Regions from separate parts of the Mus musculus genome. Here region 1 is linked to region 2. The links are chromatin contacts, called in public Hi-C maps. All regions are on one chromosome and are shown on one strand. The core of a region is the stretch at or near the end of the contact, and the rest is flanking DNA. Distances in the headings are between cores, read along the strand shown.

Region 1 (2,700 bases), core at 178-2,677, 330 kb before region 2:
GATCCCCTTGAACTGGAGGCATAGAGCATTGTGAACACCACCATGTGGGTGCTGGGAACAAAGCCCAGCTCCTCTGCCTTTCCAGCAAAGGCCTCTTAACCAGCGAACCGCCTCCCCAGCCCCGACGGTGCTCGTTCTGGCTCTAGCTGCTGCAAAGCCCCATTCTCGTGTGTTCCCTGTACACGGAGGCTCTCTACAGCTCTGCAGACACGGCCCGTTTACCTTGCCACACGTCTGCCAGAGGCAGGCAATTCCTACTTCCCCTCCCACTCTCAATCTCCCCACTTCTGCCCACCACACTCGCCTGCTCTTCCTGCCTTCATCAGATGTTCACAGAGTCCATCCAGATGCCAGGCATCGCCTCAGAGGGCTTTTCCATCTAGCAAAATACCTCCTATTAATAAAAAAGAGTCCCTCTGTGTCCAGAACATGGGGGCAGTCTCTTTCACCTTCCCAGACCTTCCAGAGGTAGACAGGAACCTAAAAACATTATGATAGAATGAGGGTGGGCCTTCCACCCTACACATCAAACAATGAACTGTCCGATCCCCTGAAAACCCCATAGCAAGCACCACAGGTGTGCTAGTGCCCATCAGATGTGGGGTGTCCATCAAACATCCCCTAAAGCTTTCAGTGGGGACTGGGTTTCTCCACAGCCAGTCTCATCTGAACTAGATGTGCCCCGGGTAAGACAGATTTAACAAGGGAGAGAGAGGCTTTCAGACGCTCACTGGTATCTCCTGCCATCGCTTTGAAGAGGGGATGGATGGCTCTTGGTTGTACTCCTTTGACCCTTAGATGATCAGACTGTCTGTCCCCATCTTGTCTCTTCTTTCTGCCCTAGATTGAAGATGCTCACATTCCACTCCAGTCCCTCAAAACTCTCTACTTTAGAAACAAGCCTCAACTTTCTGTTTAGAACGATTGTGGACCCCAAGGGTCAGACTCCACTCAAACATCCTTCCAAACTGGGTGAAGGAGGCATTTCTCTGGAGAGACCTATCTTGAGCAGGAGTTGAGAATCCGGGATCTAGGTCGACTGAATTAGAAAGAATACAAGAAAAGAGAAATCTGTACAGTTAAGGGAGGGGCAGGTGACTAAGAAGAAAACTCTGTGACCTGGCCACAGACAGGTGCAGGACTCCGAGCGGGCATGCTCTCAGCCAAGAGCAGTGCTTATAGGAGGGCAAGTGTCAAGGAGCAAGGTCTCACTCCCAACACATCGCACTGTGGTTGTCAGGAGGTTGCAGTTTTGCCTCCTGACTTCCCCGTTCATGCCTCCATCCCCTGGTTCTCTACAGATGGAAGCCGAGCTGGAGCGTTTCCATAAACAGAACACGCAACTGGAGCTGAACATCACAGAACTGTTGCAGAAACTGCGAGCTACGGATCAGGAGATGCGCAAGGAGCAGCAGAAGGTGCGAGGATTTCAGAGTCTGGCAGTGCGCGGACTCAGGATCTGGCACCTGCCCGCAACGGGCAGCTGGCTCCTCGAGACAGAGCCAGCCATTGCTAAGAAACACTTCCCATTTTAACTCACACTCTTGCCCACAGGCCTGTCTGGTTCCAGGCTTGCACAAATGTATATGTTCAAATTCATCCGAGACTATAGAATAGCTTGGGGGGAGGGAGGGAAGGAGGGAGGGAGGGAGGGAGGGAGGGAGGGAGGGAGGGAGGGAGGGAGGAGAGGGCCAGAGTGCTGGTTTTATAGGAAGGAGCACCCTTAGCCTTGGCTCTGTTTGACCTGGAGAAGAACATCATTTAAAAGGCCATTTGTGCTTAGTGGTTAAAGCTTCGGCCACCCCAAAATTGCTGATGTTAGGAGAACCTCAGAGACCATCCACCTCAGTCTTGTTTACTTCCTGTGAGTGTATGGATGGATGTGTGTGCACGTATGCGTGTGTGTGTGTGTGTGTGTGTGTGTGTGTGTACGCACGCGCACACACTCGCAATGCCCACATGCAGAGGTCAGAGGAGGAAGTCAGGTGTCTGTCACTCAGCCTGGAGCTGTCACTTTCCTCAGCTACACTGGCTGACCAGGGACCCCAGTGACCCTCCCATCTCCACTTCCCAGTGTAGTGCTAGGGTTTTAGGTGTGTGTGGCCACAACCACCCAGCTTTTATCTGGATGCTAGACTCTAAACCCTGGTCCTCATTACGCTTGCACAACAAGCACTCTTCCACACTGAGCCGTCTCTCTGGCTCCCTACATGTTTTGAGACAGTACCTCACTCTGTAGCCCAGGCTGGCCTGAAACTGACTGTGTAGCCCAGGCTTGCCTTGGACTCCCAACTCTGTCTTTGCCTCCCCAAGGGCTGTGGTTACAGATGTGTGCTACCACACCTGGTCCATTCCATTTGTGTGTGTGTGTTATAAATAAAAACAATACAGGCAGTGAAATGAGAGGGGAAGGAAACCCCCACGGGGTGCCTGTAGCTAGTTCTCCCTCTGAACAGCGTAGGACACCCTGGTCCTCTGGCTCCGAGCTAGGATGCAGCTGTGCACTCTTTCCACGGGCCACTGAGATGTTTTTCAAAACCAGACTGAACTTTTCCACTGTCCACATCAAACACTGGCAGCATACGCTGCCAAAGCTGCGGAGCCACACAGGAGAAGAGGGTGTGGCCCCGCTCTTTGCAAGCTGAAAGGGCTGATGAGTGATTTGAACTTTTGCATAAAATATGAAGAGATAGAAAAAAT
Region 2 (2,700 bases), core at 23-2,522:
AAGGATGATGCGGGCATCCTAGCTAGGCACCACACCTGTCCAGCTCCCACAGACATGCTGGCTGTGGCCAGCGGCGGGGCCATGGTTATCTCTGGAAATGGACTGAGGTGGCTGCTAAGGCACTCCTTGGAGCATCCCTACCTGCAGAGTCCCCGCTGTCCACACATGATTGACTTGGACATGACCCTAGCTGGAGCCTGCCTTCTCCCACCTCGTGGCATAAGATCCACTTGGAAGAGCTTTGGGAGGTCAAGGGCATGGGAGCTTCTTTACCCATTTTACGCTCAGCCCTTCCTGCCTAGAGCCTAACGTCGCCAACCTGGCTTCTATAGCTCACCCTCCAGGCCCTGCCTCATATCTAGAACCCATCTAAATCTATGAGGGACCTTTGATTCTCGGATCTGTACCGTAAGGAAAGCCCTGCTCACTGAGACCCTGGCCTGTAGTGTTTGCAGCTTCCTTTTGTGCCTAGCAAAGCCCCATCAGCCCCAGGAGTGCTCTGGGACCACCTTGTGTAGTAGTACTAACTACCAGCTCTGTATTTGTAACTCTGTATGTGGGTGGCTAGGGATGGAAGAACCCCGCCCCACTCCAGTGCCTATCTGCTGGACTCTTTGTCTCCCAATATAGCAATTTCAGTCCATAATGGTTCCTGTTATCACCCAGAGATGGAAGTCCCCCAACTCTTGTCAGGCCTTAAGCCTCCTGATTCAGGCTAGTATGAATTATAGCTCAGATGTTTCTTACCCTTCGCACTGTTGACATTTTAGACTGAATACATCTCTGTTGAGAGCCATTCTACGCATAGTAGGATATTTAGAAGCATCCCTAGCCAGTCAGGAACCAGTAGCAGCACTTAATAAGACCAGTCTAAATGGCCACAACTCTCTCCAGACGCCGGCACCCAGAGGCAGTTTGCCCCTGTGGATACCCTTTCTCGGGATTGCTGCCTCCTGAGGGCTTCTGTCTCCATCTCTAACTTTGTTCTTCTGTCTAGTGACTCATCTTCTCAGACTTAGCCTCCCTCCTCACGTCCTTCCTCTGTTCCCCAGACTGTCGGGGCTCTCCCTGCCTCTCTGAGGCCGTAGGCTGCTTCAACCGATGGGGCAGTGCATGGGCATCAGAGCTTCCCGCATGCTGCCAGGAGCACAGGAGGCGCGTGAGAGTCAGCTGTCTGGGCTCTGTTGGGCTAGCGCTGGGGCACACACATCGTGCAGTCACAGCTGACTTTATTCACAGTTGCCTGCAGTTCCACCCACCGTCTAGCAGGCCCAGGCACGCTGGGTGGACCAGCCTCTTTCTCCATCACCATCTGACTCCCTCCCTGAGTGACTCACTCTCTCCTTCCATCCACGGCGTCTCTCCCCTCCGGCTCTCAGGCATACAGCTTCCCGGGCCAAAGGCAGAACTCTGCCCTTGGCAAAGCTTGCCTTACCTGTACCAAGATCACCAGCCTCTCCGTTCTCTTCAGGAACCCGGCATCTGAGACTCAGCTGTATGACTAGAGGACATTTCCTCTTAGCCTTTCTTTCCACAGGCATCCGGGCGTGCTCCTCACACTGGTGTTGGCGAGGCATGGGGCTTCCTCACAGTGGTGGGGCTGGAGTGGCTTGTGTGCCTCGGTGGGTTTGTGAGCTGGGTGGACCCTGACCCCAGAGCCTGGTAGGGTCTGTCTGAGCGGTGAGGGTGTGTGAGGCATGGTGACTAGCCCGTGCCCCACTTCTACCCCTACCTGCTCTGCCCTCATCGTCCCTGGCACTGCTGGTGGGCCCTACCCTGTCCACTGTGTCTCTCCATGAGTCCTAAGTCCTCTGTGAGCGGCGTGGTCCGTGTGCACCTGTGTGCACGTGTGTGTGCGAGGGGCACAGGAGTCCTGTCTTGTCTCTGTGCTGTGTGGGCAGATGGAGGTTGGCCTGTTTTTACTCTCTCTGTGTTTCTCCTTGTCTTTTTTTATTCCCTCTCATCCTCATCGCACTCTGCCATCAACCCAAACTCTCATCTCTCAGATCAGCGAGAAGGTTGGTCGTTTTCACTTCTTATCCATCTACAGTTCGCCCACCGACTGTGCCCGTCAGTTGGGACCAGCGGGCTTGGTCGGCTCCCTCAGGCTCGCTCCAGCCGCGCCTGCCCGCCAGTTGGCCTCTTCTCGGTGTTTGGGCTGGCTGGCAGGCAGGACCAGGGATGGGTGGGCAGGCCTTCTGCCCTGCATGTACCTGTTGCTTGACCCTGATTCGCTGTGTGTCTGCATGTCCCCTTAGCCAGGCTCCGCTGTTGGAGTGGCCACACATGCACGGTGCACGGCATAAAACTGTACCCTACAGAACTGCACTCAGCTTTGCACCCAGACCAGGCTAGCCCTCTGTTTCAGGAATGGTCATGGGGATCTCTGTCAGAGAAACTAAACTACATGCTTGGCATGTAGGAGTTCAGGGAAGCTTCTACCATTTCCCCACCCACCCTTATGTTGTCTGCGGAACTAAGAGAAGGCAGAACTGCAGGAGGCAATAGGAGGAGGCTAATTTAGAGTGAGTTGTCCCCTTGAGATCTCACAGTACGCGACACAGTCCTGCAGTGTCTGCCCTGCCCTTGAGGCCCCCAGAGCCTTACCAATGCTCCACAAAGCAGACTGGCTGTACTGAGACTTAAGACCAGCCTTGGTCTGCCTCTCAAAGACCCTGATGGCCGTAGTCCAAGGCAGGT

Evidence for each region. Hi-C and Micro-C count contacts between places; a contact is called where the count stands out from the background.
Region 1: a Hi-C map of cerebral cortex shows a contact between it and region 2, with 3 times the contacts expected there. The contact joins two enhancer-like sites. A contact is called at or near these places in 1 of 15 datasets of contacts at CTCF or cohesin (stem cell-derived epiblast-like cells), 2 of 484 Hi-C or Micro-C datasets (cerebral cortex and reprogramming fibroblasts) and 1 of 9 other capture datasets (embryonic stem cells).

The regions. Positions count from the first base shown.
Region 1 is chr4:118,570,363-118,573,062 of GRCm38.p6, reverse strand. Cfap57 (cilia and flagella associated protein 57) reads left to right here. Exons shown (of 23, transcript NM_026789.5): 19 at 1,302-1,418. It overlaps Gm52677 (a long non-coding RNA gene), which reads right to left. Exons shown (of 3, transcript XR_003955099.1): 3 at 2,700. Among named protein-coding and RNA genes, the nearest start is that of Gm52677, 17 kb to the right of the region's middle. Within about 2 kb of position 1,427, at least 5 of the 459 cell types and tissues checked have an H3K27ac peak or open chromatin away from gene starts, as enhancers often do. A contact at or near this core is called in cerebral cortex, where this site is marked.
Region 2 is chr4:118,244,608-118,247,307 of GRCm38.p6, reverse strand. The region is part of intron 7 of Ptprf (protein tyrosine phosphatase, receptor type, F); the gene reads left to right. Among named protein-coding and RNA genes, the nearest start is that of Gm40235, 12 kb to the left of the region's middle. Within about 2 kb of position 1,272, at least 55 of the 459 cell types and tissues checked have an H3K27ac peak or open chromatin away from gene starts, as enhancers often do. A contact at or near this core is called in cerebral cortex, where this site is marked.